Regions from separate parts of the Sus scrofa genome. Here region 2 is linked to region 1. Evidence: chromatin contacts called from public HiChIP or PLAC-seq data. All regions are on one chromosome and are shown on one strand. The core of a region is the stretch at or near the end of the contact, and the rest is flanking DNA. Distances in the headings are between cores, read along the strand shown. Region 1 overlaps KLHL6 (kelch-like protein 6). Region 2 has its middle 18 kb from the start of KLHL24.

The links. HiChIP or PLAC-seq counts read pairs in DNA pulled down with a chosen protein or histone mark.
Region 2: a contact with region 1 is called in an H3K27ac HiChIP or PLAC-seq map of skeletal muscle, with 2.1 times the contacts expected there. The contact joins two enhancer-like sites. A contact is called at or near these places in 6 of 47 Hi-C or Micro-C datasets (blood, liver, psoas muscle and 1 more) and 1 of 2 datasets of contacts at active chromatin or transcription factors (skeletal muscle).

The regions. Positions count from the first base shown.
Region 1 is chr13:121,431,214-121,433,913 of Sscrofa11.1, reverse strand. It overlaps KLHL6 (kelch-like protein 6), which reads left to right. Exons shown (of 8, transcript XM_021069900.1): 7 at 1,468-1,681. Among named protein-coding and RNA genes, the nearest start is that of MCF2L2, 54 kb to the right of the region's middle. Within about 2 kb of position 1,358, at least 2 of the 83 cell types and tissues checked have an H3K27ac peak or open chromatin away from gene starts, as enhancers often do. A contact at or near this core is called in skeletal muscle, where this site is marked.
Region 2 is chr13:121,545,005-121,547,781 of Sscrofa11.1, reverse strand. No RefSeq gene overlaps it. Among named protein-coding and RNA genes, the nearest start is that of KLHL24, 18 kb to the left of the region's middle. Within about 2 kb of position 1,386, at least 7 of the 83 cell types and tissues checked have an H3K27ac peak or open chromatin away from gene starts, as enhancers often do. A contact at or near this core is called in skeletal muscle, where this site is marked.

The DNA.
Region 1 (2,700 bases), core at 109-2,608:
GTATTATTGCTTCAAAGTTTTAAAGAAAGGTATCTGTCAGTGTAGGTATATGGCTACTCTCTGGTCTCTCTGTTCCCACTGAGAACATTTTTGGTGTCACTGAGCTTCCCTCCTCATAGGAGCCATCATTTTAGCATTGCTGATCAGGTCAGAGAAATGACTTCCCTTCAGGTGGGGAAGTTCTGTGTGGCTACCTGTCCTATCCTGGCCAGAACCCCAGGTGTAGAGGGGAGGCTTGATCCTGTCTTGGTCTGTATGTCTTGCCCGAGAAACTCTGTCTCCTCAGATACCATCTGTCCTTGTCTTCTCCACACTGGGCACACAGGGATCTCTTGACTAAACTGTTTATTGAACCAAACAGAGTCATTTGACAGTATTTAGAAGTCGGCCCTTATTTATTTGCCTATTAATGATGAACCATTTACATGTCTGCATGAAATACTTCAGCAGTACAACCTCATGTGTAGATTATACACAGGAAAAGGCAAACCACTGCTAATCAATGGATATAAAGTTTCAGTTATGCAAAATGAACCAGCTCTGGAGATAAAACAGCATTGTGCCTATAGATAACAATACTGCATTTTACACTTAAAAATTTGTTGAGGGTAGATCTCATGTTACACACACACACACACACACACGCACACACACACTCAGGTAAGGTGACCTCACTTTCTATATTCTCAGATTAGTCCCAATTTCAAATTTTTCTTTCTTCTTATCAGATTATATGTCAAACCATGGTCCAGCTTTGGGAAGTGTTAAGCATCATCAAACGCACAAGCAAAGGTAGCCACATCATTATGGCATCCAGCCAAGATCTGTTAACTTGAAAAGAACTTTATAGGGAGCCCTTAATATTTATGGGGTGTACCCAAGATCTCAGTTTATCAAGTCCCATCACAAAGTTGCTCCATGACCCAAGAGAGTCATGTCAATCACTCTTGAAAGTCCCCTTTAGTGCCCTAGGGTTCACAGGGTGAAAGTACAAGTCTGGCTTAATCCCCAAATCTGTATATTGCCCCAGAATGGGAGTGTCTGCTTACCCATAGCCACCAGAAACCCTTATAAGCACCCAGGATAATACCTAGCACATAGTAGGCACTCAGTAAGTATTTTTTTTTTGAATGAAGGAACATATGAATATGGCTGAGAATGCATTCTCCTCCAATATTGTCTGGTTTCATCTGTATAAACACTTGTTCCTGTCTCTACTTCTCTTTCCCTGAGAGCTGGACTCTGGGAGAAATAGGCTGAAAGCCTCCGGAGCGTGGAGGGAGGGTGGGAAATGTGTGCTATGATCCTCTCTCTGTCTCAAGGGGAGTCAAGCCCACAGGCCTTGTGACTTCAGGCAAAGGATGCCCAGGCTTGTGTCCCCTGGCTCCTAGCCTGTGTCCTCTGAGCCACTGCAGCAATCTGGGCACTGTGACTGACAGCTTCTCCTGGTGCCCTGTGCCTCTGCAGGCCGCGCCTCTCCTTGTCCACGTCAGTTCCTTCGCAGCCACCAGCCATAAGAAGAAGCTCTATGTGATTGGGGGAGGGCCCAATGGGAAACTGGCCACAGACAAGACTCAGTGTTATGACCCTTCAACTAATAAGTGGAATTTAAAGTCGGCCATGCCAGTAGAGGCTAAATGCATCAATGCAGTGAGTTTCCGGGACCGTATCTATGTGGTTGGTAAGTGAGCAAATGGCTTCTTATTTAACCAAGGTCCGCCACCCATGCAGCTATGCCTGGAGATCACACAAGGCCCTCCTGAGAAGGCTCCAATTCCTAGGTGATGTGGGTGGGGCTGAGAAAGAAGAGAAGATGAGGACTGGTGGAATTTACCTTGCAGTCCTGGAGACAGGAACAGCCCACATTTAGGAGACACACAAAGCAGATGGATGATGGGGCCCAGGGGAGAAGCCAGAAGTTGATATGGGAACAAAGAGTGTTGTAAGTCTTAGCAATGCCCAGAAATTGAAATGGGCACAGTATAAGTGTCCAATAAATGGTAGCTATGATTATGTCTTATTTTGTGTTCATGGGAATTTTATTCTCCACACTTGCTTTGGAGCCTCCGAAAGGTTGCATTTAGTTGGAAGGAAAGCCTGAATAGCCAGGCCGCAGTTGGCATGTTATTGTTCAGGATGATGGATCTCAACCCTGACTAGTCATTGGAATGATCTGTGGAGCTTTTTACAAAAATATGGGTAGCTGGGGTGTGTCCAGACCAATAATATCAGAGAAAAAGAAGGATGCTTTTAATGTGCAGCCAGGATTAAGAATATACAATATTCAGCAAATAAGAACTAATCGGAGAAGACTTCCTGGATGTAAAGTATGGGAACAGATTAAAGCAAAGCTCCTTCTCTCCCTTGCTTCAGGTTTCCTTTGTCTTTATGGTCCGTGTAATGACTGTGCTTCAGAGGTCTAATCTCAAGATGGGTCACTTGGACTGGTGTCCCAGGTCATGCCTAGTTTACAAAGAGGTGCTACCACCTCTAGTCACTGCCATGTATATCAATACAATGCAAGACTTCTATGTACCAGGCCTTCTGCCAGGGGCTTTTTGTGCATGGGTCTTATGATTTCTTATAACCTCCATGGTCTCGGTGCTCATGGTTACAGATCAAAAAGTGGCAGAGCTGGGATTATGAACTGGGCTTACCTGATACACCAGGTGGTATTTCTTCCAGGGAGCAGTCTTAGGG
Region 2 (2,777 bases), core at 137-2,636, 110 kb before region 1:
CAGAGTGGATGAGTTTCATCCAATTGATTGAACACCTGAATGGAGCAAAAATGTGGAATAAGAGAGAATTCTCTCTTGCCTAATTGTCTTCAGGCTGGGACATTATCATTCTGCCACTGGGTCAGACTTGGACTGTATTCCATTCATTGGTTTTCCTTGCTCTCTGGCTCACCAACTGCAGATCTTGGGGCTTCTCAGCCTCCATAACTGTGTGAGCACTTTCCTCATAATAAATCCCATTTCTTCTGTTTCTGGGGAACCCAGACCATTACAAAGGGAAAGAAATCTAGTTTTATTTGGTCCGTCCCTCCTAACTGCAGTCATAGAAGTCCTCTGTTGATTAAGCCCAACCTATTTTCCCTTTCAGAGCCTAACAGGAGGCAGGGAAGAGCTCCAGCAGCTAGTGGGCTTGTAATCAGTTTATAGGCCCTCTTCCCATTGAGGACTGACTGATACCCTGTAGTTACCATCCAAAGTCCATCCCATTTGCCTCAGGTCATGGCTAAGCCAAGATGCCGGGTCAGGTCCTCTTACCTCTTTTTTTTTTTTAAGGGCCACACTTGAGGCATATGGAGGTTCCCAGGATAGGGCTCAAATCAGAGCTGCAGCTGCTGGCCTATGCCACAGCCACAGCAATGCCAGATCTCAACCTTGTCTGCAACCTACACCACAGCTTACAGCGATGTCAGCTCCTTAACCCACTGGGGGAGGCCAGAGATCAAACCTGAGTCCTTACGGATGCTATTTAGATCCATTTCCACTGAGCCATGATGGGAATTCCGGGTCCTCTTACTTCTGCTCACAGCACTTTGCAAATTACTTGTCAAAGCGTCTGAGACAGTACCTGAGACAGACATGGCCCTTCTATAGGGTAACTGCCTTCACATCCCTGGGATGCCAACCTGGCTTGGACTTGGGAGCCCAGGAAGGGAATCAAGGTCACCTGAATTTTCAAGACAGGAGCTTGATTACAAACCATTAGTGGATTCAGACTAACAAGGCTATCCACAAGATGAGGATACAGAGGCCTGAATTATTGGTCAGGGCACCTCAAATTGCACAGGAGTGAAATTTGCCCTAAAATGTAAGGTGAATTTGCAGCTTAGAGAGGGGTAAAGTGTAAAGCCATGTGGAGAAGAAAGCCAAACAGTGTTGCTAGAGACCTTTCTCTGCTTGTTTTGAAATTTTTGGGAGGGGGGCGGGTATTCTTTTTAGGGCCACACCCAAAGCATATGGAGGTTCCCAGGCTAGGGGTCCAATCGGAGCCACAGTCACTGGCCTACGCCAGAGCTACAGCAACTTGGGATCTGAGCCATGTCTGCAACCTACACCACAGCTCACAGCAGCGCCAGATCCCTGACCCACTGATCGAGGCCAGGGATTGAATCTGCGTCTTCCTGGATGCTAGTCAGATTTATTACTGCTGAGCCACGACGGGAACTCCAGAATCAGTGAACTTCTATTTGGGACAACATTTAATAGTAACAACCAAGCTTTATGGGAGAAGAAGAGCAGTGGCAAGTGCAGACAAAGAGGTAGAAACAGCAAAAATGGAGCCCTGGAACCATCCGAGCTAGTTTCTCTGCTGTTAATGTAGCCGGGAGCTACTCAAACTCTTGCTGATGTCACCACCAGAAATAAAATCTGACTCCTCCTTTGCACTGCTACCTTCATGAACAAAATGACAGGACTGAGAGCTGGTATGAGGGTGCTGGCTGGCTGGGTGGCTGGCCGGGAGCTGGGAGTCAGGGGCTTGGCAAAAGCCCAGGGCTGGGTCACCAACAGGCTTAGACAGGAACCCGGTGAGCTGTGGACATAAAGAGTTGTGAGATCAGTAAACAACCAGAGGGAAGCCGGCTCTCTGGTTTACACAGAGATTCTGAACCAGAGGAGGGAATAAGGCAGAAACGGAGCCTGGAGTGCTGAGACAGCACCAGGAAATTTCCAAATTTCCCTGAGAGGAGGTCACAGCCCTCTTCAGATGTTTTTTTAAAAAAGAAATTGAATTAATTTTGATTGATCAGGGATGGCTCAGGTTTTTAAATTTTAATTTGAAGTTAATGAGATTTTATAGGCAGCTGCACTCACAGGATGGTCTTTCAAGGCCTTCAGGAACCAGACCTCTCAGGGAAGCCCAATAAGCAACCTGCATCCTCACGTCTCCAGAGGCCTGGGACAGATGGCAGGCTGTGCCTTTGGGCAGAGGGGATTCAGTTGAACAGCAGGGAGCATCTTTGGATTTTTCAGGACCTGGCCTCCCTTGTGGGATAGGAACAAAGAGTGGAATTATAGAAAATACAGAAGACAGTATGGAGAAATGGAATAAGCCACCCACCAGTCCAGTCTTCAGAGGCAATCCTCCTGCTTCTGCCTCTGTGGAGTGGGCATAATTACCATTGTGGATTGTTATATTAGATGAGGGGGAAGTTATTTTCACATTTAGGTGTGTTTCTTATTCTTTTTAAGCTTTTAAAAATTGGAATCACCATGTATATATAATTTCTACCGCATTTTTCCTGTTCACAAATATCCTAACTATTCTCATGGTCACAAATATACTGTGTGTGTGTGTGTGTGTGTGTGTGTGTGTGTGTGTGTGTGTGTGTGTTGCAATAAAATTACCTACAAAGCAGATGATGGGTCGGGTTTCATCCACGGGCTGCAGCTGGCTGACTCTGTGCATAAAGAGTCCAGTGCCTGGCCTGCCTCAGTGCAGAACAAGGGGCAACCACTGATAAAATCATGACAGACAAGAAAAATAATGATGCTCTCTCCCT